7 separate regions of the Mus musculus genome follow, and regions 2, 3, 4, 5, 6 and 7 are each linked to region 1. A link is a contact called in public ChIA-PET and promoter capture Hi-C data. All regions are on one chromosome and are shown on one strand. Each heading gives the region's core, a stretch centred on a gene start, on an enhancer-like site or on the middle of the called end of the contact. The rest is flanking DNA. Distances are from core to core; before and after follow the strand shown. Region 1 holds the start of Bub1b (BUB1B, mitotic checkpoint serine/threonine kinase). Region 2 holds the start of Chac1 (ChaC, cation transport regulator 1). Region 3 holds the start of Exd1 (exonuclease 3'-5' domain containing 1). Region 4 holds the start of Ino80 (INO80 complex subunit). Region 5 holds the start of Dll4 (delta like canonical Notch ligand 4). Region 6 holds the start of Vps18 (VPS18 CORVET/HOPS core subunit). Region 7 holds the start of Rad51 (RAD51 recombinase).

Region 1 (2,700 bases), core at 132-2,631:
CCCCGCCCCAACAAACGGAGAAAAATTTGACAGAATGGGCTATGTACACCTCTAAGGAGACGAGAGAGGGAGGGAAGATTGAGTCTTAAGGGAGAGGCAGTGCAGTAAGGAAGAGAGTGTAGTACAGGATACAGCAGTCCTGGAGAGCAGTGCAGTATTGTTGCGAGGGAGAGTAGAGCAGCACGGGAGGGAGAGGGAGGCAGGTTGAAAAGAGAACAAGCTGGACACAGGTAAAGACAGAATGAGCAAGAGATTGAGAAAGAGCCAGAAGATTAGGAAATAGAAAAGACTGCTAGAGTGAGTTTGAGGCCAAGCAGAGCAATTCAGGGGCTGGGAGAGAAGCCAGATTGAGTCAGTCAGCTGGGAGAGGAGTTTGAGCCAGAACAGCTGAGTTGAACCAGCCAGGTAGACTTCAGAAAGAACAAGAAAGGGTGAGCTTATTCAACAAAATTGAGAGGCTGACCTAGATTAGATCTTATGGAGGCTAGAATTTTCTAGGAGTGGATCTAGGTCAGCAGATGGAGGCAGTAAGCCCCTCAGACAACAATCACAACAGGAGAATAAAAGTTATTTTTATAGCCTGATCTACAGAGCGAGTTCCAGGATAGCCAAGGCTACACAGAGAACCCTTGTTTTGAAAAACAAAAACAAACAAAAAACAAAAGCAAACTTTTTATTGTGAAGTAAAGTTGCCCTGGATGGTCTTGAAGTCTTGGTCCTCACATCTCAGTCTCCAGAGTAGCTGAACTATAGGCCTGCATTACCAAGCCTTTAGCTCCAGTGAGACAGGCAAAGCGCTTACCCTGTTTGTATTCTGTGTTAGATCGTAGTTTACAGGACATCTGGTAGGCTGCATGAGAGAACAAATGGTACACTTCCAAGAGAATTTAAAGGAAGTTGGTCAAAGTTGAGAAGTTGTAGAGGTCAAAGGGCTTGCTGGGGAAAGGAAGTGCAGTGCTAAACCAGGTCTTGTGTAAAAGAGAAAAACGAGAACACAGTCTTTCCACAGGAAACAGCTGGGTGAGAGTGGCCTAAGGATCCCTGGACAGGTGTTAAGACCTGGGGCTCAGACAAGACCTAGGCGTAGCACAGTTAATTGTTCGGAGCAACCCAGAAGAGTAATGTACTCAAAGACACGTTATGAAACTGAAACCATCAAAGAACCTCTTGTTAATAAAGTGTCTCTCCCTGGGTTCGAAGGCTTGTCTTAGAAAGGAAACACAGAGCAAACTCGAAGTGCCTGAGCACGCTGCAGTGCTAGGACAACCATTGGTCCTTGCACCTCAAACCTGAAACTACAACTCCCATTGTGCATTGCGCAGCGCGTGCTTAAACCCGGGATACACTACAATCCCCAGAATGCTTTGGGAGGAGCGGGAGCGGGGAGCGGCGAGGCTACGTCTGCGTCAAGAGACGTTAAATTTGAAACTTGGCGGCCCGTGCGTGATGGGGGCGTGAGGAGGCTATTCTGAGAAGGAATCGGGTGCGTGGTTTTGTTTAGGAGCACGGGGTGACGATCTTCGCAGCTCCAGAGCCAGCTGAAGGTTGAGGGAGACTCAGTTAGCACTCGGAGGATAAAGGTCTGCGGAAGGGCGAGAGCAAGTATTGGGAATGCAGGATGGCGGAGGCGAGGTAAGGACCGGACGCAAATTGCTGCCGCTGGGTGCTCGGCTGGCGAGGGGAGGATCGAGGAGGTCGGCCAAGAGCAGGTCTCCCCAAACCCCCTTCCCAACGGCGTGGAGCCCTGCATCCAGCCAGGGGGCAAGACTGGGAGAGTTTGGAATTTGCCATATGATCTGGTTCTGAAACTCACCTCAGCCGTTTTTATTTGACCTTGAACATGTTTACGGAGGGGTGGGGGCACGCAGATATTAATGCTGCTTTATGGAGTTCTGGGAGGATTCAAGATGTTTGTAAAGTACCTGCTTTCAACTAATAAGTGTTCTCACTTTGCTAGCAGCTTAGGGATCTGAAGAGCAGAGCACTTGCAGCTTTTCCTCATCATAAAATATAGAGGGTTTTTCTAGGTTAGAATTTAAGATGCATTTCAATTATGGAACTTATAATAACTGGGTAATTGCTGTCATAAGCTGTCATTCATGGAAGAGAATTTATCGACTACCATTTTGAGCACTGAAGGCGAACAGTAAAAGACACAAAATCCCAACCTTTGTGAAGCTTAAGTTCTGGGGAGGAATGAATCGGGGTGTGTGTCGCGGATGGGCAATAAGACATGTTTAACATCAGATAGAATCAGTATTAACAAGTGTAAAGCAAGAGAAGACGGCATTGGAGGTAGAACTAGTGTGGTTTCAGAAGGGTTTGGACATGTAACTCAGGAAGGGCACTTGTTCAAGGTACATAAGGCCTTAGTTCATTACCCAGCAATGAGGCTTGGGGGTGGGGGAGTCGGGGCAGAGGGAGATTTGAACAGAGGCCTCCCTGATGAGATGGCACTTGGGTCTGAACTAGAAGGAACTAGTCACGGACAGGTGAGATGGCTCTGTGGATAGAGATAATTGCTAACCAAGACTGAGGACCTGTTTGGTCACCCCTCCCCCACCCCCGAAACCCCATGGTGGAAGGAGAGAAACAACTCTAAGGTTGTGGCCTGACTTACACACACACACACACACACACACACACACACACACGGCGGGGGGGGGGGGTGAGAATAAATACATTTTTGTTTTGTTTTGT
Region 2 (2,743 bases), core at 121-2,620, 750 kb after region 1:
CTCTTTGTTTCCCTTTCCCAATGAGAGATGCCCAGAGAGGCTGCCTCTTGCTGCTGCCTAGGAAGCAAAACTCGACCTCTCCTCCATCCTGCAGTTTGGGGTGGCACTGGCTCCACCAGAGAGGGTGAGCTCTTGGGGAGACAGATCCTGAGACCTGCCAATGGTGACTGTTTTTTTTTTTTTTTCCCCTCTATTTTTTGAGACAGGGTTTCTCTGTGCAGCCCTGGCTGTCCTGGAACTCACTCTATAGACCAGGCTGGCCTGGAATTCAGAAATCCACCTACCTGCCTCTGCCTCCCAAGTGCTGGGATTAAAGGAGTGTGACACCACTACCTAGCCCAATGGTGACTCTTGCAGGGTTCAGGCAGAGAGGAACTTCCAAGGAGATGGCTGGTGCCTGGTTGCCCACGTCAGTGCCAGGGCCCATACCCACTGCCTGGCAAGAAGCTATGGGAAAAGGCTGCAGGTGCCCTTAGTCCTCTGTGCTGTCCTTAACCAACGTTTCTCCAAACTTTGGTACCTATGTAAATTGCCCACTGCTGCAAGATCTCAAGCTAGAGAGAATGAAACCCGTACCCATGGGGTGAAAGTGGCCTGGCATTCTTCTCTTTGTAGCTTTGTACCACAGGTACTAACAGTCATCCTCAATGTGACTACTCTGCCCAAGGCTGTCTAGTTTTGACTTTTCTTCTAACCCGCCTGAACTCAGGGGTCTCACATTTGGCCCGGGTGTAGCCGTCACGTGAGGCCTGCATGCTTGTGCCAACCAGTCTGACTCAACTACAGCCTTTGCAAAACCCCTTACCACCCCGTGACTCAGTTTCTCCAGCTGTTCACGTGGGCAACAGTATGAGGCACCAGAGTGGAATGCGGAGGGTGTCCAAAACAGCTTCTCTGCAGTGCGTGCTTTTAGGCGGGGCCCCAAAGGCAAGAATTCGTGCCGCCCAAAGTATTCCTACTGGTCGTGCCCTGCACTGGCCACTGCTTTGGGCGGCAATGATTCTGCCAGGTGCACCGGCTGGACTGCAGGGATGACACCGTTTAGACCACTGAGAGGGCCTTCCCGGGAGACGGCGGGTGCCCGCGCCCATTCTAAGGCCCGTTCCCGGTGCCAGCAGCCTGACGCAATCTGACTCGCCCTTGCTGCATGCCAGTTCTGGGGAAACCTTCCCTGCCGTTGCATCACTCCTGCCAGGTCTGCCACGGGAGGAGGAGCCGAACCAATCAGCACGCGCGTTGGCCCTGGGGCGGGCTGCTCTGGTACCCACTCGGAGGGCGGCGCGGTTAACCGAGAAGCAAAATCTAAAGGTGATTGGCCAGAAAGAGATTTGCCCCGCCCCAATCATAGGGACAGCTGGAGGCAGTCTGAGGGCCTTCCTGGCCGGAGGGTTTAAAGAGCGCCTCTGGAGGGACCACTCAGCTGGAACGACCGATCGGTGCCAGGCCAGGTGTACGCGTCCGTCGGTCCTTCCGTGCCCGTGCCGGAGACCAGTCTCGGAGGCCACCCGGGTCCGTCCCTGCGCCCGGCACCATGAAGCAGGAGTCCGCATCCCAGAGCACTCCGCCTCCTTCACTGTCCCCTGCACCATCATCCGCGCAGCCTTCCTGGGGGGATGGCGACCCCCAAGCCCTGTGGATTTTCGGGTACGGCTCCCTAGTGTGGAAGCCGGACTTTGCCTATAGTGACAGCCGTGTGGGCTTCGTTCGTGGCTATAGCCGACGGTTCTGGCAGGGAGACACCTTCCATAGGGGCAGCGACAAGATGGTGAGCATCCTTCTGTGCCCAGAGGAGTGGAGTGGGGTTGGCAGGAGAGTGGGCACTCGTATCCTGGAGTGGCAGGGACCCTGGGCTAACTAAGAGAAAATTGTAAACCTGGTTTGTGGTTTAAATTTGTGTGCCTGGAAATCAGGTTGGTGATTGCACCTGTGGATTCTTGTGCTGGTTACTAATCTGGGCCGCTCGTTGTTTGTCTCTTCCACATCTGCCCATCACTCCATGTCACTCGATGAAAGGTCCTCTCCCAGGCTTGGGGCTTAGGCTGGCACTCTTTCCTCCTCTTCCTTCTCTTCCTCTTCTTCCTTTCCCTCTTCCTCCTCTTCCTCTTCTCTTCCTCTCCCTCTTCCTCCTTGTTCTTCTCTTCCTCTTCCTCCTCCTCCTCCTTTTCCTCCTCCTCTTCTCCCCCCTCTTTTTCCCCCTCCTCCATCTTACCTATTTCTTGCTATGTGGCCTCAAACTTGTGACAAATCTCTCTCTCTGGTGCTGAAGTGCTGGAACTACAGGTTCAAGTCACAACAGGACTAAAGGTGTGTGTGTGTGTGTGTGTGTGTGTGTGTGTGTGTGTGTGTGTGTGTGTGTTGCTGGAGATTGAATCTAAGGTCTTGTGCATGACAGGCAAGCCCCCCATGTCAATAAGGTTCATTCATAGTCCTTTCGGAAGTGCTAATATCTAATTTGTCTTTTTCAAAACCTTTCTTCCCTGTCTAGCCTGGCCGAGTGGTGACCCTCCTTGAAGACCGTGAGGTAAGTGTGCAGTCAAGAAGAGAATCCTGGGGTCTGATGTATCAGGGTGCAGAGGGTCAGAGCTCTTGTGTGGGGAGAGTGGAAGTGTAGCTAGCTTACTCCATGCTTCTTGGAGAATCACTTGAGGGAGGGTCTTATTAAGATGGATTTCTGTGAGTTCAGAGTTATTCTTGGTTACATAATGAATCCTGGGTCAGACACCCTGTACTATATGAGACGTCT
Region 3 (2,700 bases), core at 58-2,557, 950 kb after region 1:
CAGCACAAACAAAATACCAGAAGAATAAAATGCACCTGGCTTTGATCCCAGCTCTTGGAAGGCAGAGGCAGGTGGATCTCTGTTAACTTAAAGACCAGCCTGATGTACATACTGAGTTCCAGATCAGCCAGGGCTACACAGAGAAACCCTGTCTCGAAAAACCAAAAAGAAAAAAAATTCGGATTTTTAAACCGTAAGCCAGCAGTTGTTAGGTGAAAGCAGGAAAGATGCAAGTTGAGCCCAGCCTAGGCAATATTGGGAAATCCTGTTTAAAGATTTGCCACTCATGGGAGAATTAGGAGTTTATGCTCAGGACAGCCTGAGCCTGTAAAACCCTTTCTAGAAGTGGAGAAATGATTCTCTTTTCCAGAAAAGCCCTGACTAGTCTTGGCCAGGCTTAAAAATCCTAATTTTTAAGACAAGAAAAAATCCAAATAAATAAACCGTGCTCGGTCACAATCTTTCTCACCTTCAGGGTCCTCTGTCCCCACAGCAAAGGAGTTTGAGAAATTCCGACCTTAATTCTAGTCAAATGGTGAGTTCCTTAAACTAACGAGGGACTACTGTTAAAAAAAAAAAAAATTCTGGGAGTTATCCCGGCACAGCTTTGACGCAAAAAAGTTCTCAACGCCAGCCACTGAAGCCGCAGAGCCGACCACGCCCTCGCCCTCCGGGTGAATTACTTGCCTCTTTCCGGAGGAGCCAATCAGCGCGCAGCCTCGAGCCCATTCCCAGCGCCCCCTGCGGCCGGGGTAGAGAGAGCAGAAAAGATGCTGCCAGGAGCCATGCAAACCCCAGGCGGCTCTCAGCGCCCCCTGCGGCCGGGGGGAGGAGCGCAGGAAAGATGCAGTCTCTAGGCGTGCTGGGCCACAGTGGCTGTGGACTCCCTATTCTTAGGACCAGGGGAGTGAGAGTGAGAGGAGAGGAGAGGAGAAAGGAGGGAGAAAAAGAGATAGAGAGATACAGAGAGATGGAGAGCGAGCAAGAAAGAGTGCACTGCACTACTCTGGGGATCCACCTTAGGGTTTTGTCCCTCGTTTCGTGGGTTTGGTTTCTCTCCTGAGTCTCCGTCACCTGTAGGGTGGGACTCCTGGTACCTGAGTCCTGTGAAAAACCTGCTGGCTACCCTAGTGAGTTTGCCTCTGGTTTGTTCGAACACAGTGGCGAGACCGCACTGCCCTTTTAAGTGCAGTCCCTAGCGCCACAGCGGTATCGCCGCTTTAAGTCCGGCGGCTGCCCTGGTTCCGCGGGGCGGGGCCTGCTTCCCTTCGGACTCCCGCAGCCTCCGGGCTGATTCATTCCGGGCTCGAGAGCCAAGCTTTGACGTTAGCGCCTGCGCAGGGCGCGGCCTCGCTCCCGATTGGCTGGTGTCGGGCCGCCCTCCCCCGCGCTCCACCCCTTGTTTCTCTCCCCGGGCCGCAAGAGAAACAGTGCCCTCTCCCTTCTTGACCCCTGGCCCTTCCCTCCCTCCTTCCCTTCTGCCGCTGCTGCTTCTGGCGCTGCCGCTCCCGGAGGAGCTCCCGTCACGGTGATGGGGTCTCGGGCCTCCACGTTATTGCGGGACGAAGAGCTCGAGGAGATCAAGAAGGAGACTGGCTGTGAGTTCGGGTTGGGGGTGGGAAGGCGGCCCGGCGCCTTCGGCTGGCCTCAGTACTGACAGCGGTCGTCGCTGAGGGCTTGATCTGGGGTGCGGTGACTTTGTTGGGATGGTCCCATGCAGCCTCCGGTGCTTTGGGTAACCGAAGGCTAGAATACCTGTACGTTCATCTGTAGCTTCTTGGAGCCGGGATGTGGTTCCTCCGGTGCTGTCTTGCTCAAAAGCCCGGAATCTCGAGCACAGACACCACCACTCCACTCTTGCCCGTGAAGGTCCGCGAATTTTCTTCCTTATGGTTCCTCCTACAGAAGCATCCTGAACAGTAGATAAAGTAGAAGCAAATCCAGGAAATGTGAATGGTTCCTGGAGAAAACGTTATACATCCTAATGAGGTTTCTGAGCAAGAGCTAAAACTACTAAAATCACACACAGGGAAAAACTCAACAAAGAAGATCATAGAGAAAGGCTTGTGACCAGGAACTGAAGACCTCTAAGCAATCAAGAGTCCAAAAACCCGAGTGAGGCTTTTAAATCTGAATCGTTGGAGAAAAGCCACGGGTATAGTGGTCAAGGTTTAAAGACACAGTGAAGACATTTGTCCTATTTTTATATATATTGATATCTGCTGTGTTGCTGTACTTTATGCAATTGATATTGAAATTGGATGTACTCCAAAATCTGTGAATTTGTACCAGAAACATACATACTCTAGTTTCTTCCTTGTTAACCTGAACAAAGGAGCAACAGGGCTTTGGGAATTGAGAAGCACAGAAAACACCTCCATACCTTTGAAAGGCCCTTGGTAGTGTATGATACAATTGTATGGCTACAATGCTTTCTCAGTGATCCTTTGCGGCTCTCTTTGATTTTCGTAAGCCATGTCTTCATGGTACCTGTCTTTGATGATAATGTGAGCAAATAACCCAGTGGCAGATCGTGCCAAGGAGTACAGGGAACTACGGAATTCTCCAGGAATGAGTCCTTGGGTAAATGACAAGTTGTTCTGGCTGTCTGACAAGTTAAACTTTCTAGAGTATTCAGGTTGAAAGAGATGTGGTCTAGCCCCACCCCCTGTCAGGTTGCTTTGCTTTTAATCCCTTACT
Region 4 (2,717 bases), core at 78-2,577, 880 kb after region 1:
CACCATGGACGCTAAGGCAGGAGGATATCAAGTTCCCGGCCATCCAGGCCAAAAACAAAAAACAAACAGGAAAAAGAAAAAAAAAAAAAAAAAAAAAGACACGACCGGAAGAAAGGAAGCATCAATAACCCACAGTGAAAATTAGGGATGTAAATCATGGATCACTAACTGGGAAAACTAAGCTGATCATCAGCGATGTTTTAAGGAGTTCAACCTCCAAATTCCTTCCCGAGTCCTAAGAAGTACAAGAATGTAAATCAAAGAGTCCTGAGCACAGTTGGTTCTGAACTAAAATAGTTAAACGCCTTCTTCGGCAATATCCAACTTCTAAACTGTAGGGGGCTTCCATCCTCCGTGATTACGGAAGTAGTACTTTTCATCAGCAAGCTCAAGAAGGAATTGTCAAAGTAAGATGACACTTGCTGAGACGCACTGCAAACGCCTCGAAAACCCAGAAGTGCTGTCACAGACACATTTCTAAGTCTGTGCACGTGTTAGCCTGTCCCCGTCTAACACCAACTAGCAACTTGCATCATTCGCCCGTAACCGTGGCTCGCTCCCCATTAAACTGATACTCTATCCAGTCCATAGATCTCATTCGTTTGAATTGACAGGTAGAACCCTCGTCCGGTTCCTGGTCCAGCCCGACAAGCCTCCGCCCTGCCCCTCCCCACTCCCAAACCCACACACGTGTTAGAGCGACACCGCCCCACCGGGTCCCACGTGCACCTGGCCTAACACTCCCCACGTGTGGGTGCTCCACGGGCTTCCTCGGGTGGCCGAGGTCACCCATAACCCCGGAGAGCCAGAGATACACGACAGGAGAGCCGAGGCCCAGGTCTCTGAGGTCCCAACCCTATGGGGAGTGTCCACACCCATCCTCTCTAACCCCAACAAACCCCAGGGCCGGGGGCGACGGCCCCTTTAAGAAGCGGCCCAGTCGTCGCCCGCAGAGAGGGGCGCACAGGGGCCTACACGACACCCCCTCCGTCCACCCGCCCACGTCTTCTCAACCTCACCTCGGGCCGAGGGGCCCCGCCGCCGCGGCGGCGGCGGAGGGGGGGCGGGGGGCGGGCGGGGTCCGGAGGGGGGGGTCGCCCCGCCGACTGTGGAGCCGCGCTTCGCTCTCGGAGGCCGAGGGACGGTGACTGCGTTGGACGGGAACGCTCCTAGCTCGCTCCCTCGGCGGCTCCTGGGACCCCAAGATGGCGGCGGCGCTGAGGCGGCTGCGGGCGCTGGGCCGGCGGCGGCGGCGGCCACTTTCACTCACTGAGAGGAGCGGAGCAGGGACACGGGGAGCCATGGCGGGGGGGAGGAGAGGCGCCATAGCCAGGCCAGAACAATCGAGCAGGTACTCGGCCGGCTTAGCCCTGCCCCGCCCACGCCCACTGCTAGTCGCTAGCCCGTGTCCGCCGACCGTGCCGCTACGGGCGGCCTCGTGCAGCTTGTACCCCGCTGCCGCCGCCCGACGCCCCGCGCGGACCGGGGTTCTGGGGGAGACCCTCATCTATACTATCTGAGTGCAGATTGGTCGGGGCTGGGACTGGCGAAGATTGCCGAAAGGCGACGGGGAGGAGGAGGAGGATGTCATCGCTAGAGTGAGCAAGCAGATCTCGCGGGAGGAGATGTCGCGAGAGCTCAGCGGCCCTGCAACTGCCACAGAAAGGTTACTTTTCCGGAAGTAACGTCAATGGAAACCGCCCAAAAACCAGGGACTCATTTTGGTCCTGCAGGTGGGAGGGACTGCTTGGCGTTGTCGCTGGAAGTTTTCTCCAGGTAGTGCTGGCCTACCCCGAGGCCAGCTCGGGCGGGGATGGATCCTTGTAAGAGCCAACTTGGAGACGTCTCCTGGTCGTCTTCCTGACGACACTGTCCCCCTTCGGCCCGAGACCGTTGGCACGAAGGCGCTTTCACCTTCCATGCACTTTCCATTTCCCCAGTGGGGTGAGTCGCCCTGCCCACACTCGAGCAACCGCAGAGCTGGGGCGGGCGGGGCGGGGCGGGGCGGTTGTTTCATGGTTATTTTGTCTGGGTTTGGTTAATAGCCCAGGCTAGCTAGCGTCAAGCTCGGGGGATGTCTCCTGCCTCAGCCTCCCGAGGACTGAGGTTACAGTGTGCGCCATCATGCAGTCTTCTGCACTTAATCCACTCGTTTCCAAGACGTATATAGAATTGTTGGACTTCACCCTTTCGTTTTCTGCAAGAATCGCTTGTTTAATATTATCTGTTTTGCCTGTACTGTGCCTTGTGCAACTCCAGTTGGGTCCAAGTTGCATCCTTTGGAACTGAACTGCTTAAAATTAAAGTCTAGAAAATGATTATTTAAAAAATGTCTTGTTTTTTTTTGTTTGTTTGTTTTTCGAGACAGGGTTTTTCTGTGTAGCCCTGGCTGTCCTGGAACCGCACTTTGTAGACCAGGCTGGCCTCGAACTCAGAAATCCGCTTGCTGGGACTAAAGGCGTGCGCTGCCACGCCCGGCTCTTTTTTTTTTTTTTTTTTTTTTTTTAATGTTTCTTGGCCTCGATATGCTTTAAGTTCAGGAGAAAAAGTGTCCGTAAACAAGACCTTAAATGTTCACAAAGTTTAACAGTAACACTTTATAAGAGGGTCTGGCTAGACAGCTCAGCAGACACAGTCACTTGTCACCAATTCTGATAACCAGACCAGAACCCACATGGTACAAGTAGAGAGCTGACTCCTGCTTACTGTCCTCAGAC
Region 5 (2,700 bases), core at 55-2,554, 730 kb after region 1:
ACAGGGCCCCCACCGCTCTCACTGTAGGAGAGAGAGAGAGAGAGAGAGAGAGAGAGAGAGAGAGAGAGAGAGAGAGAGAGAGAGAGAGAGAGAGAGAGAGAGAGAGAGAGAGAGAGAGAGAGAGAAATCTAGCACCCCCCAAAACTGGGAGAAGCCAGCCCTCCCCGGTCTGCAGCCTCGGGGGAGCACGACGGGTTCTGGGAAAGCAGCTGCAGGGTTTGCGCTCGGAGGCCACCCGGGAGAGGCGCGCGTGTGACATGGGTGAAACCACCCGAAACTCAAACAACTCTATGCGCCTCCAGTTCCACCCTACATCCTGCCCTATGCAGAGAGATCTAGACCTGATCAGCCTCAAGCTCTCTCACCTTGCCTCTCAAGTGGCCCAAGGAAATTCTGGAATTAAGAAAGTTTCCTCCCTACTCCAGCGGAGCTAGGGGACGCGGGTGGGGGCCAGGATGAGGATATGGAGACCAAGCGCGACCCAGGTGAGATAGGCACTGAGGGAAAAGACTAGAACCTCATTACCATACAGCTGAGGACCCCCCCCCCACTTCGAGAACCACGCCCCCCACCTCTCTTTCGAACCTCTAGTCCTGGCTCTAGCACGAGCCAGGAGGGAGTGGGGGTGGGGGACAAAGAGAGAAGGCACGCGCTGGGCACGCCCTGCTGCTTGAGGTGACACGCCTACCAGGTGCAGAGAAGACCAGAGTCCTAGACGCTTGGCCCTTTGCCTTGCTTGGAATAGCCAGGGAAAGGTTAAGGCGTCGGATGGCTTCCCTGCGGTGCTGGGGACGCGTGGAGGGTGGGCACACATAGGCTGGAGGCCAGCGAGGCAGGAGCTACCTAAAGTCTGGAAAGGAAAGGGAGATCCAAATCCCCTGGTCCTGCTTTTTGCTTTCCTAGTTTAAGCTTTCCCCACCTGCTAGAGGACTGTAGGTATCTAATGCCTGGATCAGGTGCACCGCCTACGGGGACCCCTTAGAGTTTCCACCCCCTGGACCATTCGGGAACCACCTCACCTCCCGCCGCATCACTGGGCTACCCTCCTATCCTCTGGTGGCGAGGGTCTCAGCCTTTAAGCAGACGATCTCTAAGGACTGCTCGCCGGGCACGCGCAGAGCTGGAAGCCCAGAAGTTGGAAGAGGGGCGGGGACCTGCGCCCTACTGGCTGGCTGACAGGGGGAGCGGCGGGGGCGGAGGCCCCCTCCGGTGGGTGCTGGGACTGTAGCCACTAGAGGCCTGGAGGGGAGGGGAGAGTGACCGTGAGTCTGTCTGACTGACAGGCTGCGAAGAGCAGCCAATATATATAAGAAAGGCTCTGGAGCAAGCAGGTTTCAGTAGCGGCGCTGCTCGCAGGCTAGGAACCCGAGGCCAAGAGCTGCAGCCAAAGTCACTTGGGTGCAGTGTACTCCCTCACTAGCCCGCTCGAGACCCTAGGATTTGCTCCAGGACACGTACTTAGAGCAGCCACCGCCCAGTCGCCCTCACCTGGATTACCTACCGAGGCATCGAGCAGCGGAGTTTTTGAGAAGGCGACAAGGGAGCAGCGTCCCGAGGGGAATCAGCTTTTCAGGAACTCGGCTGGCAGACGGGACTTGCGGGAGAGCGACATCCCTAACAAGCAGATTCGGAGTCCCGGAGTGGAGAGGACACCCCAAGGGATGACGCCTGCGTCCCGGAGCGCCTGTCGCTGGGCGCTACTGCTGCTGGCGGTACTGTGGCCGCAGGTAATGTCTCACGTCCTCTCCGCCCCCTCCCGCAGCGCTCCGGGCTTGCGCCCCGGCCCCGGCTGAGCCTGACCGCTCTCCTCCCTCCTTCTCTCGGTCCCTGTGCAGCAGCGCGCTGCGGGCTCCGGCATCTTCCAGCTGCGGCTGCAGGAGTTCGTCAACCAGCGCGGTATGCTGGCCAATGGGCAGTCCTGCGAACCGGGCTGCCGGACTTTCTTCCGCATCTGCCTTAAGCACTTCCAGGCAACCTTCTCCGAGGGACCCTGCACCTTTGGCAATGTCTCCACGCCGGTATTGGGCACCAACTCCTTCGTCGTCAGGGACAAGAATAGCGGCAGTGGTCGCAACCCTCTGCAGTTGCCCTTCAATTTCACCTGGCCGGTAAGCACAACTTAAATGCACCGGGAGATAACCGAAGGGAAAGAAGGGAGCGCCGGGACACCAGAGCTCCTTTCCAAAGCGCTCTCTGGAGAGCCCCAAGGGCTCTTTCTCTTCTGCCCCCGCCCCCCTGTTCTCTCATAGGATCATCCCGGAGAGGCTTTGGTTAGTCTTTCCTCCCAGTTTCTTCCCTTTCCTTCTCCCCAATTCTTGGGATACGAATTTCATTACCAAACCCCCAACGCGGCGCCGCCCGCCCACCCCCCGGCTCTCACTTACACTCCCGCATCCCTCATCCCTCCCCTGCCTTCTCAGCTCGCGCGCAGCGCTGCGCGAACACCAGTTATGTTGAGCCGAGCTCCGTAACTATATCCTGCAATTAGATTAATTAAACAGGCTGCTGCGAGGCACCCCCTCCTTTCCCTCCCTGCTGATATCGCTATCTCTAATGTCCCCCACCCCCCCTTTTGCTTCCCAGGGAACCTTCTCACTCAACATCCAAGCTTGGCACACACCGGGAGACGACCTGCGGCCAGGTGAGTATCTAACTTCTCGGCCACAGGGGGGCGACATCACACAGCGCCGAAAGAGTTAA
Region 6 (2,700 bases), core at 189-2,688, 690 kb after region 1:
TAATTTAGTCAACAATCCGCTATTAAATACTAGTAATATTTAAACACAAACTCACCACTCAGTGATTTGTATAACATCCGACTGTCCGCACACCGTTAAGAGATTTTTTTTTTCTCATTTTATAAATGTAGAAACTGAGCCATGAGAGAGTTCGTTTATGCAAATGTCTAATAAACATTCACTAGTTAGTTATTGGTGACTGCCCTGGAGCAGGTTACAGGTAAAGCTGGGGTTCCCCAGTAAGTTCCCTAGCAGTGCCCTGAGCTCAGTCATGTGACCTCCACCCCCTCTCATTTGGCTCCTCCTCTGTTCCCACCAGCCAGGTCTCCAGCTGTCCCCACACTCTCCTTCATCTGCCTGCCATACCTAACCTGTCACTAGGTCTCTGGTGCCTTCCTCTGAGATGGTCTCCCACTTCCCAGCTCTCTCTCTCCCGGATGGATACATAAGGCCTGTCTTCTGCCTCAGGTCTCATGTCCTTTTCAAACACCTGCTTCCCAGTACCAACATCAGATCTTATCCCCAGTTATAGCCTCCAGTGGATCACACGATAGCTTCCACAGTCTGCCCAAGGCCAGCCCCGCTTCCTCTCCACCCCATTACACGGCTTATAGGGTTTCGCTCGTGACTTTCCTGAAGACTATATATAACCCCCTTTTCTTTTTCTGATACTAGGGCTTGATCCTAAGGCTTCCCACATGCTAGACAAGGACAGTCAACATCACTCAACGTATAGAGTGCCTGGAAGTAGCCTGCTTCAGTTTTCCCGGTGACCCTTGCCTCTCCCCCTACACTAAGGAGCTACTATGAGGCAGCTTACTTAACCTGGCCATTGCGTTGTCAATTTCTTTCTGTTTTGTTTTCTGGGGGTCTGTAGCCCAGTCCTTAGTAATCCTCCTGCCTCAGCCTTCCCACTGCTGGAGATTAAATTTTGTATGGTTTTCTTTTTGCGGTGTAAGGAAAAAAAAAAAAAATCCAGGTCTTATACCCGCTGGGCAAGGTGCTTATGCACCACTGAGCCACACTTGTGACCCATTCAGCTACTTCCTCTGGAAGCTAGGGGGCCCTGGGGTGAAAGAAGGGACACTCAGACTGTTCTGCCTGTGCCTGTGAAGGTGGACTGAGGCAGCAATTCGATTGAGGAACAGGAGGTAGTGTGACAGATGGAGGAGCACCGCCGGCCTTTCAGTGACAGTCTGAGGGAGTGAAGTCTGAGCTGCGGAAGCCTAGGATCCGCGCAAGCCTGTTACTGGACGCCGCTGGGAAATCCCGGGCTGCCTCCTAGCGCCAACATGAGGAACTGCAGCAGCAGGGTGGCCCGCAAGCGCTCCTCCCCCGCCGCGCCGAGTCTCCGACAACGCCTCCTTGTGGAGGCTCAGGTGCCCAGGACTCCAGTTAACACTCGCGGCTGAAAAACCCGGAAGCACGTCATAAGCACGCGTCACGGGGGCGGGAGTCAGCTGAGCTGCCTGGGCGAGGTTGTGATTACCTGGGATCTGCTAAGGGGAGCCTATAATCTCTTGGGACTGGAGCTGGGGTGCAAAGCTGCGCCATGGACTAGTTGGGGCTCCTCGATCGTCTCGTCCTTCACAGAGAAAGCGAAAAGGGCCCCAGAATTTTTAAAAGGTTCTCAGGATCTGTCAGACGCTGGGGAAGCACAACTTGCAAATCCAGGACGACCGGGGTCCCAGTTGTGACCCCCAGCCCCCAGATCAGAGATCCAGAACTTGATTGCCATGGCGTCCATCCTGGATGAGTACGAGGACTCATTGTCCCGCTCGGCCGTCTTGCAGACTGGTTGCCCTAGCGTGGGCATCCCCCATTCTGGTAAGTTAGAAGAGGCCGCCTCTGCCCCTTTCTGTTATGGTAGCATTTACGGGGGAGAGAAGCTCTAGAGCTTGCAGCGTGTGTTTAGGATCTAAGCCCCAGGCCTTTCTTGTCTTGCCCAGCTTGTCATTGGTCGAAGTTTGAAAGAGCCACAGGAACAGCCTCGTGATCTAGGCCTTAACTCAAAGGTCCTTCAAAAGAGGGAACTTGGGCTCAGATAAGGAAGTACTTGTTACTTTTGTCTATAGGCTGCAGTTGGGAGAACTGAATATAGGTTCCAGGCTTCTGTGTCTTGTTCTATGGATTTTTTTTAAAGCTTTTGGAGTCTGTGTATGTGTTCGTTCCCACCAGACTTCATCTTGAGGTAGCAGAGGAGGCAGAATGAGCACTGAACTTGGTGGAACGTGAATGTTATAAGTGAAGGAGGGTCGATCCAAAAGGGAATTTTGTTACTGAACAGGAACAATGGAGATGATTGTCCCGGGGTAAAGCTGGCTGCAGTTTAGAGTGTAGGAGAGCAGCGCAGGGTTACCCACACTATGATGATATTGCAGCGGACTATCGAGAAAGCAACTGTAGCCTATGAACTGGACTGATAGGACTGGGTTCCCAGAACTCTCTACATACAATGGAGACTCACTGAACCATACTGTGTGGACAGCAAGGAAGGGACTTTAGTTTCTCTTGGCCAAAGACCATAAGGGAGAATGCCAAAACCATCCTCCCTGTACTGTCTCCCCCCACCCCCGTTACCACTGGGAACGTGCATATCATGATACAACCTCATCTCAGGCACAGAGAACCAATCCCTTACTACTGTCACAAGTGTGGGAAGAGCCCAGGACCCTTCCAATAAAGACAACCAGAAAACTA
Region 7 (2,700 bases), core at 30-2,529, 510 kb after region 1:
CCCTCTTCTGGAGTGTCTGAAGACAGCTACAGGGTACTTACATATAATAAATAAATCTTAAAAAAAAAATTACCTAGGGCTGAAGAGATGGCTCAGCAGTTAGGAGCACTGAGTCCAGTTCCCAGTAACCACATGGTGGCTCACAACCATCTGTAAATGGAATCACAACCATCTGTAAATGGAATCTGATGCCCTCTGGATGTCTGAAGACAGCTACAGTGTACTCATTAAATATAAGTAATTTTCAGCTAAGCATGCAGCTACGTTGTTGAAGTGCTTGTGTGGCATGCATACAATCCAGGATTCAATCCCCAACACAGAACATAGTAATGTTCCAGCAGTACAGGAAACAAAGGTGGGAGAAGGATTGTCATTCTTGGCATAGAGTTAAGGAGCCGGGCGGTGGTGGCACACGCCAGCACTTGGGAGGCAGAGGCAGGCGGATTTCTGAGTTCGAGGCCAGCCTGGTCTACAAAGTGAGTCCAGACAGCCAAGGCTACACAGAGAAACCCTGTCTCGAAACCAAAAAAAAAAAAAAAAAAAAAAAAAAAAGAGTTCAAGGAGTATGAGATCTTGTCTGAAAACACCTAGATGTATAACAAGAAACATACGAAGTTCCTGGCAAACTCCACAAACCTTTACTTTATTCAATTTTGCTCCTACTTTTCTGGAGTAACCACTACAAAGCGAGAGAAGAAAAAAAACACTAGAGAGTGAGTTATTTCGCTTTAGTTTTTGGTAGTTTTATGAATGTATATATTTAGATTATATCCACCGGTCCCAACCCCCGCCCAATTAAAAGGTTTTTTTTTTCCACCTCGCTGATTCCCACACTGGTTTTCTAATCGCTGGCTCCATTCGCAGGTTTTATCTTTATTCCAGCTTCTTCATCTCTGCCGCCCACAGAGACCAAGAGAACACCTGGTTCCAAAGCATACCATCCCAACTACCAAAGATCCACACTCTGCCAGAACTGGCCAAAGCCTTTCTGACCGAAGTCCACATCCGCTGTGCAAGAAGTTTTGCAGAGGTGCTTCCGCAGCAGTGCATTCTGGGTTATGTAGTCCTGGGCTGATCACATCGTCTTTGCAGACTTGTAGTCCTCAGTCGGGTAACCAGAAAGGCCGGATCAGAACAATCATAAAGGAAGGGAAGAGTGACCCTACGAAATCACTCGGCTTCAAAGCCGTCCGGCATGTCCGTCAGGTTCGCAGCAGAAGCGGAAGTAGGTATGAGGCGGGTCGGAGAAAGGCGTGATGACGTTGCAGCGATAGGAGCGTGAGGATTTGGCGGGATTTCCGAAAGTCGCGCGCCGTGCGCAGATCCGCGCCTGGGCAAAGCCGAGGCGCTCCCACAGGTGTGGCCAGGAAGACTGAAATTTTTCGTAGAAAACCTGACAGAGGAGCAACGAAGCGCGTTCGAGCCGGGTGAAGTGGGGGGAGTGTGGTGTGTGCAGAGCCGGCTGCCCGGAGGAGCGAGCGGCCCGTGGCCGCGGGACAGGTGAGTGTGCGGCGCCGGCGCACCCCTTCCATGGCCGCTCGGCTTCTTGAGCCGGCTCAGGCCAGTGCTCCCGTAGCCAGCTTTGTGGGTCCCCTCTACGCTGAGAAACCGGAGAAAGGCGGAGCAGGGCGACCAACCGACCGACGCTAACTGACCCACTGAATTCGTTGTGGAGAAAACCGACCTGTACTTCAAGCATTTGTTTTGAGACCCGAGGTCACGACCTAGGCTGGGCAGGGCTCGAACTGCTACCCTTAGTCTCCCAATGCTGGGATTTACAAACTTTCAGGTTCACTTCTGTGGTCCGGACGCAGGAAGCTGAGATCAGAGAAAAGTGCTCACAGCTGTTACGTAGTAGGGCCAGGGCTAACAGATTCTTGGTTACTTTAAAATGAGGGTAGTGGCTGGTCTCTCTGGAGACTGAAGTAGAAGGCCCCAGAGTTCAAAGATTGCGTAAGCAAAAGAGTAGCAAAGACCGAGAAATAAAACAAATTTCTAAAGAGAATCTTGGCTAGATGACTCACCTATATAATCGTAGCACTTGGGAGAGGCAGGAGGATGACAGTTTCAAGACCATCCTGAGCCACAAATGGAAGAGCTGTCTCAGAAAAGGAAAAGTGAAGAACAGGGGCTGGAAGGTGGCTCTGCTGTTAAGAGCACTTGCTGCTCTTCCCAAGGAACTGAGTTCAGCTCCTGTACCCACATGGTGGCTTACAACCAACCATAACTCCAGTTCCAGGGGATCCAGTGCCGCCTTCTGACCTCAGATACCAGGCATGCTTGTGGTACGCACACATGTATGCAGGCAAAATTCTCATGAACAAAAAAGAAATCTAAAAGGAACTTCCAAGAAATAAAAATAAAATGAAGTATAAAATACAAAGATGTATAAAATACAAGTGTATACGTGAGTGAATACAAAGTGAATATATTGGGGGCTAGAGAGAGGGCTCAGTGGTTAAGAGCACTGACTGCTCTTTTGAAGGTCCCAAGTTCAAATCCCAGCAACCACATGGTGGCTCACAGCCATCAGTACAACTGCAGTGTACTCATATACATAAAATAAAATCTTTCAAAAACAAGACAACAAAAAAAGAATGTATCTATGTAATCACTAATAGACTGCTGTTACCATGCTATAAACCTCTTGTTATCCTTCCTGGTTTTAGTATTTCCCCCTCACCCTGATGGCTGAACAGT

Evidence for each region. Promoter capture Hi-C pulls out the DNA fragments that hold promoters and counts their contacts. ChIA-PET counts read pairs in DNA pulled down with a chosen protein or histone mark.
Region 2: a contact with region 1 is called in a promoter capture Hi-C map of pre-B cells, with 4 times the contacts expected there. The contact joins the promoter of Chac1 here to the promoter of Bub1b in region 1. A contact is called at or near these places in 2 of 39 promoter capture datasets (liver and pre-B cells).
Region 3: a contact with region 1 is called in a promoter capture Hi-C map of pre-B cells, with 2.9 times the contacts expected there. The contact joins the promoter of Exd1 here to the promoter of Bub1b in region 1.
Region 4: a promoter capture Hi-C map of pre-B cells shows a contact between it and region 1, with 5 times the contacts expected there. The contact joins the promoter of Ino80 here to the promoter of Bub1b in region 1. A contact is called at or near these places in 2 of 39 promoter capture datasets (cranial neural crest and pre-B cells).
Region 5: a promoter capture Hi-C map of pre-B cells shows a contact between it and region 1, with 2.7 times the contacts expected there. The contact joins the promoter of Dll4 here to the promoter of Bub1b in region 1.
Region 6: a promoter capture Hi-C map of liver shows a contact between it and region 1, with 4 times the contacts expected there. The contact joins the promoter of Vps18 here to the promoter of Bub1b in region 1. A contact is called at or near these places in 2 of 39 promoter capture datasets (liver and pre-B cells) and 1 of 115 datasets of contacts at active chromatin or transcription factors (microglia).
Region 7: a contact with region 1 is called in a Ronin ChIA-PET map of embryonic stem cells, with 6 read pairs. The contact joins the promoter of Rad51 here to the promoter of Bub1b in region 1. A contact is called at or near these places in 3 of 39 promoter capture datasets (hematopoietic stem and progenitor cells, liver and pre-B cells), 1 of 484 Hi-C or Micro-C datasets (CD4 T cells) and 2 of 115 datasets of contacts at active chromatin or transcription factors (bone marrow-derived macrophages and embryonic stem cells).

What each region holds. Positions count from the first base shown.
Region 1 is chr2:118,596,830-118,599,529 of GRCm38.p6, forward strand. Bub1b (BUB1B, mitotic checkpoint serine/threonine kinase) reads left to right here and starts at 1,382. Exons shown (of 23, transcript NM_009773.3): 1 at 1,382-1,632. The coding sequence starts at 1,619.
Region 2 is chr2:119,349,872-119,352,614 of GRCm38.p6, forward strand. It overlaps Chac1 (ChaC, cation transport regulator 1), which reads left to right and starts at 1,371. Exons shown (of 3, transcript NM_026929.4): 1 at 1,371-1,765; 2 at 2,486-2,521. The coding sequence starts at 1,532.
Region 3 is chr2:119,546,320-119,549,019 of GRCm38.p6, forward strand. It overlaps Exd1 (exonuclease 3'-5' domain containing 1), which reads right to left and starts at 1,308. Exons shown (of 13, transcript NM_172857.2): 1 at 688-1,308; 2 at 470-563. Chp1 (calcineurin-like EF hand protein 1) reads left to right here and starts at 1,388. Exons shown (of 7, transcript NM_019769.3): 1 at 1,388-1,598. The coding sequence starts at 1,532.
Region 4 is chr2:119,476,360-119,479,076 of GRCm38.p6, forward strand. Ino80 (INO80 complex subunit) reads right to left here and starts at 1,328. Exons shown (of 36, transcript NM_026574.4): 1 at 1,020-1,328.
Region 5 is chr2:119,324,480-119,327,179 of GRCm38.p6, forward strand. Dll4 (delta like canonical Notch ligand 4) reads left to right here and starts at 1,305. Exons shown (of 11, transcript NM_019454.3): 1 at 1,305-1,727; 2 at 1,836-2,108; 3 at 2,584-2,641. The coding sequence starts at 1,662. It overlaps Gm14207 (predicted gene 14207), which reads right to left and starts at 1,718. Exons shown (of 4, transcript NR_030683.1): 1 at 1,502-1,718; 2 at 689-850; 3 at 366-497.
Region 6 is chr2:119,287,304-119,290,003 of GRCm38.p6, forward strand. Vps18 (VPS18 CORVET/HOPS core subunit) reads left to right here and starts at 1,439. Exons shown (of 5, transcript NM_172269.3): 1 at 1,439-1,827. The coding sequence starts at 1,737.
Region 7 is chr2:119,111,535-119,114,234 of GRCm38.p6, forward strand. It overlaps Rad51 (RAD51 recombinase), which reads left to right and starts at 1,280. Exons shown (of 10, transcript NM_011234.5): 1 at 1,280-1,500.